Regions from separate parts of the Zea mays genome. Here region 2 is linked to region 1. Evidence: chromatin contacts called from public Hi-C data. All regions are on one chromosome and are shown on one strand. Each heading gives the region's core, a stretch centred on a gene start, on an enhancer-like site or on the middle of the called end of the contact. The rest is flanking DNA. Distances are from core to core; before and after follow the strand shown.

Region 1 (2,894 bases), core at 172-2,671:
TATAATATTGAATATAAATTGTACATATGTATATATGATTTTTTTGTAAAATAAAAAAATAATGTCAGGCCGGGCCAACACTACGTGCCGAGGCTACGGCCCAAGCACCACACGACGCTCGTGCTAGGTTGGCCCAGTCACTATTAAATGGGTCGTGCCTCGAGTCGGCTCGCCAGACACGACCCTTTTGGCCATCTATACCTCTGCACGATAATGATGGTCATTGCCTCAGTTGTCACCACCTCGTTCGTCATTCTACTTCTTTTTTCTCTCTCTCCTCATGCCTCCACCTCCGCACCACCCCATTCTCGACAGAGGGCGTAGGAGGAGGCGCCTTCTCCCCGTATTTGTCCGACACCAGCCCCGACACCGACTCGTGCAGTGGCTATTGCACGTCCTCAAGGACGTTTCACATCATGTGTGCACCATCGTTTTCGTCGTCGTCGGACGTCCCATTCATCTTCCTGGCCTTCGCCCTATTCTTCCTCCCCAACCTGCTGCCCCCGCCCACGGTCGCAACCGCGAGCCGACCGACGCTCGTCGACGTGTCGATCATGCTCCTGGCCTTTCTCCATATGTGTCGTCGAGGAGGACATGGTGGCTTTTGCCACGCTTAGGTTATCTTAGCGATGAGGAGTCCAGGTCTGAGATATTGGACAACTAAGGCCCTAGCGTAGCAGCAATTGGCATATGCTACGGAGTTTCGTGGTAGTGTTGTGTCGCTTCGGCGGGTCCAGAACTGGGAAGACACTCTCATTCTCTCGCCTTTTTCGGACTGACGTCTGGTGCGGGTGCCTCTTAGTTTGGAGCTGCTCCGGCTAGGCTTCTTTCTCCGATTGCGTGCTCTCTCACTATATATCTAGCGGTATATTACCTATGTTGCCTCTAGATACCCATGTCTTCATCGTGTCTTTCTCCGACAACGTACAGGTATGCCCGCCTCTTCCCTTCCCCTTCTGCTCTATGAAATCTTGGAAGTGGGGGAGGCGAGGGATGTGAGTCTCTGATTTGCTGCCTATGATACCCATGCGTTCATAAAAAATATTATGCGAAAAGTGAAAACAACCAATAAAAAATATTGAAATCTTTTTTGTGGATAGTTTAAGTGAGTATTGTTATGAGCCGTCGCAACGCACGGGTAACCGACTAGTTTTTTCATAACCAGTGGCAGACTGACAGCGACAAGTAAATATATTTAAACTTCATATCTACGTTACTTTTTGAAAGTTTTAGATGAGCAAGAAGAATTCAGCCTTGCTCTATAGTCATGCCGCCAATATAAAGCTAAAGCTAACTGTCAAAAACAGGGCAGAAAAATATGACAAACATACCACGGAAACTATACCCTACAGACCAGAAAACTACTCACGTGAATACATAAATAGAAAACTACTGGCCCTGTTCGGTTGCCTTAAATAGAAAACTACTGGCTCTGTTCGGTTGCCTTGGAAGGCTTCCAGGCTGGAAACGGTGGACCACTCAGATGATAAGGAACCCAGATTTTACTAGGCTATGGAGGAAGGGAAAACTTTAAACCGGACCATTTTCATTTTTATTTCGAGTTGAAACGAACAGCTCAAAGCGAATTCCAAACTGAATATTTTTTCCAGCCAAAAAGGAGTGGATTCCAAACTGAATATTTTTTCCAGCCGAAAAGACTCCTGGAACGGCCGGATCAGGCCGAAACGGAGACCTGACGTGAATCTAGATGGCGAAGAGCCGACACCTTCCCGTCGATATGGACTAGAGGAAGATCAGCCAGATCTCACGCATAACACAAGGAAAAATACTTTGAGTACACGTTGCCAGGATGCACGGTGACAATTGGGTACAAGATTGGCTTGGCAAACACATCGAGAAATTTCCTTGTGCCAGGTTAAAACAGACGGGCATTGTCTCAGGTCTCGGAAAGCATCACTAAACATGTAGCATATATACACACACCGCCGGCCGCATAAATACACAAGTTAAAAACAAGCGAAGCTTTTCTCTCGGCGCATGCGTTTTGCCTCCTCTGGAGGAGGCGCCAAACCATACGTTCCTTAGGCCGACTCCGCGAAGCCAACCCTCAGCTTGCCGTAATCGAAGACGGTGTGGTAGACTCCCATGAAAACATCGCCCAGGATCCTGGAATTGCAAGTAGACAAACGTTACGCGCAAAGATTAAGAACCGTACTAGTCAGGACCAGAGGCTTCGCGGTGCATAGTTTTACCAGAGGGGGCCACGAGGTGGTGGGATGTCCATAGCTGTGAATCCACTGATGCACTGGGCAGCTTGTCCTTCACCGACCTTCAGAATGTACTGCGTAACCGAAGAGAAAAGAGTCAGGTTCAGCTACTGCATGCAACAGGATGGCAAATGGGGGTTGGTTGAGGGCCGAGAGTGTGATGATGGAGAAGGGGTCACGACCTGCTCCGGTTTCAGCTTGAACTTCTTGCCTCCAATGGTGAACGCAATGTCGGGCATGGACCCAAGACTGGCACAGTCCACGGCTGATTCTCCCATGGGAGAAGGAAGACGCTCACAAAGCTGTCGTAAAGGAACGGTTAAGCACAGTAGAGTACTAAGTGGTACAGAAACATGGCCCGTGCTCAAAAGTCGGTTAAGCTCACCTGATTAATGTAGGTCAGGATGAGCTCCTGTGTCTTGTTCTGGGCCAGTTGGTTCTGCATCCATACCACAGCCATCTCACAGGCATTGCACATTGGATCACTCTTGAGACCACCATTTGATTTCCCAGCTTTGTCATCCACTACGCTACGAATTCCAGTGCTGTGTTTGCATAAACATATAACAAAGTAAGAAATAGGTACAATGACCCCATAATGACAGGACGCCCAGATGGTTATCGTTATCATGGGGGCACAGGACAAGCTATGTCACAGCATCATCA
Region 2 (2,894 bases), core at 103-2,602, 66 kb before region 1:
ACATGTTACAATTTTTACCGATCGTATTTTAGATTCTGATCGTAACCGATGTAATTTTTGTACTGCAGTTTTCCTTTCCGATGTTTCTGAATTACCGATGTTCTTTTCGTTTCTGGAGTTATCGTTTTAGATCTAGTGTCGAGGAAAAATATGAAAACGAAAAATAGTTTTAGTGTTTATCTATTGTTTCCGATCGTTTTCACCCATGACTAGCTAAGGGGATGTTTGTTTGAGATTATAATCTACCCAGATTATATAATCCAAAAAATTTTGTAATATGGAAATATTATAATCTCAAACAAACATCCATTAGTTCTACTACCAAGTTTTAGCTAACTAATTATTACCTCTAGTATTCTAGTGCATTCAAACACCCTTAAATTTGCATGCAGAGTTATTGGCGCATCTGATCGCAAATCGAGTCAAGGACAACCAACCAGCGAATCAACTAGACAAATGGACGGGTGACGTCTCGTCTCGTTGCGTTGGTGATTTAGTTTTGATTCATTTTTCCCTCACCTCAGCTTTGGCCTCCCTGTGATCGACATCGTTGGAGGATACGCCGTCGTCGATGACGATGGACTCCTCGCTACTGCTCTTCCTCCTGTCGACGTGGTGCAGACCCATCTGGAAACCGAGCCGCGACGGCGAGCGCGCGCGTCAGGGAAAGAAGTAGGGAACCGCCGATCCGACAAACTAGTTGGGGGATGGACGGGCAAAGCGGGTTGGTTACGTACGTTGATTGTGACTTCATCTTCCTTGATGCCAAGGTCGTCCGACGGCACCAGGGCGGCGGCAGCCTTCCTCTCCCTCTTCTCCTCCTTCTTGAAGAAGTCCATCTCGCCCGCCGCCGCGCGACAGGGCCGGTGGTCCACCGCCTCCGCGTCGCCGTACTCGTACTCGTACCCGAGCGCGACGGCCGGGAGGAACGCAGCCGCGGGCGGCTCCCTCTCGCCGCCGTCCAGCTTGCGCTTTCCCAGGTAGGAGGAGTCCATGATGACGTGACGGCGACGGCGGGCGCGCGGAGGGAGATCGGAGGAGAGGTCCGGCCGTCCGGGGAGGGCAGGGCGGGGGGAAACAAGTGCGTGGCGAGGCGAGGCCTGGCCCTGGGCTCGACGATCTGAGTCCACCTTTATAGGCCGCACTAGTGTTGGTGAGCATTGACCAGGGGGCAGGGCGGACGCCGGAGCCGGACCGGAGGGGAGAGACGATAGGACGAGGAGGGCGATGAGATGCATGCAGTCGCGCGTCAAGTCAGCGGCTGGGAGCTGATGCTGAGCTGATGCGCGCGGTCACCTCGGCCCCAGTCGCGCGAGGTCAGTCCATGCCCATGGGTCATGGGATGGGACTGGGACTCTGGTAGGGAGGGGCAAAAGGAGGTGTGGTAGACTGGGAAGCTGCTGGGGCGCCGCGCGAACCGGCGGGCGAAATGAAATGGTCAGCGCCCGGCGCCCTCTCTCGATCGCAGACTGGTATGTGGCATGGCGATGTTGCGGGCGGTTGTTGGTCATGTCTGTTAGAGCCGTTCGGCTGGCTTCTAGCTGTCTCCAGCATCCTTACTCTTCTTATCTCATATTTTAAACTTTTATTAGTTTAATACTCGCGATCTTAGCCAAAAGCTCTAGATAGTGACGAAGCTAAAGCAAATTTGATATGGCGCCACTATCTTGTGGGTGCATAGACATATGTATACTAGGTATGTACCTGTACGTTATCATGGAAGTTAAAAATTAGTATAAAATATATATACAGAACGATAAACATCACTATGATATACAAAATTTGTGACACTAATTTTATATCACCCAGTGAAGAGACAATAGTTGTCGTACACTATTGCTGGTGATGATAATGATCGTGCATCCTATTATGATCACGTCTATATTCAGGCATATCAAATTCTTGGTTTGCTATAGTAATTAGGCCACAAGCAATATGAAATGCAGGAAAACCATCGTTGGAAGTGCATATATACATAAACACTAAAGCAACAGTATATCTCTTCGTTTACATAGGAACATTACATCAATTTAGCCATCCATATGTTACATCAAAAGCAAGATATATAACACATTAATTTAGGTTCTTGATACTATCAGTGAAGACACAAAGTATACTAGCACGAACATGATGGTCTAGTTTCATAAGACAAGCATAATCATATAGGCTAAGCTAGAAGAAGCTCAACATATATCCCTTGCAATGTCACTATGAATACAAAAGCACGAAGATCCATCATACAGGACAAAGCTTAGGAGCAAACAAATAAGCATCCACTGCATGAACACACAAAACCAGAGCATCCTTTGTTTCCTAACTAAAAATCATCTTCGCTAGACCTGTGAAGGAAAAAGGTCATATTATGTAAGATACAGAAAAAATGCCCAACATTTTTTTACAAATGGCAATAGCTTTGACAGCTGTTGTGTGCTCGTATACTTTAGTACTGGTTGTACTGAATGTGGATTCCAATCAAAAATCTAGAAAAGGGGCAACCATTAGTATCGGAAAACAACAATGTAGAGTCCTAATAATAGTGCATTTCAAACTAAAAGAAACATATCAACATGCATCTTACTCCTTTCTCATTGCCTCCGGATGCAAGCTGGTGATTGTCATAAGACCACTTGAGTCCACAAACCTGGAAGATGTGTGAGATTACGCGACACACATGTGGAAACCTGGACAACCACTAACATTTAGAAGCTGTTAAGAAAAAAGAGAATAACAACCACTTGAGTCCACAGACAGACCATCACACATCTAGAACAATATAATGCATCAATTCCAGTACACTTCTCTTCCTCTTATTAACTATGAGTGACATAAGGAAACTAAAACAGTCATGGTGACCTACTGTATTCGTCGATCGACGCATTAGCCAGTGGCGATGA

The links. Hi-C and Micro-C count contacts between places; a contact is called where the count stands out from the background.
Region 2: a Hi-C map of ear shows a contact between it and region 1, with 3 times the contacts expected there. The contact joins the promoter of LOC103635341 here to the enhancer-like site in region 1. A contact is called at or near these places in 3 of 25 Hi-C or Micro-C datasets (ear, leaf and tassel).

What each region holds. Positions count from the first base shown.
Region 1 is chr8:72,282,293-72,285,186 of Zm-B73-REFERENCE-NAM-5.0, reverse strand. LOC100284362 (aspartic proteinase oryzasin-1) reads right to left here. Exons shown (of 13, transcript NM_001157257.1): 10 at 2,614-2,773; 11 at 2,411-2,530; 12 at 2,214-2,302; 13 at 1,780-2,127. The coding sequence ends at 2,043. Among protein-coding and RNA genes, the nearest start is that of LOC109941436, 4.1 kb to the right of the region's middle. Within about 2 kb of position 1,421, at least 8 of the 20 cell types and tissues checked have an H3K27ac peak or open chromatin away from gene starts, as enhancers often do. A contact at or near this core is called in ear and leaf, where this site is marked.
Region 2 is chr8:72,347,904-72,350,797 of Zm-B73-REFERENCE-NAM-5.0, reverse strand. It overlaps LOC103635341 (WRKY transcription factor 42), which reads right to left and starts at 1,352. Exons shown (of 6, transcript XM_023300848.1): 1 at 738-1,352; 2 at 520-627. The coding sequence starts at 1,238.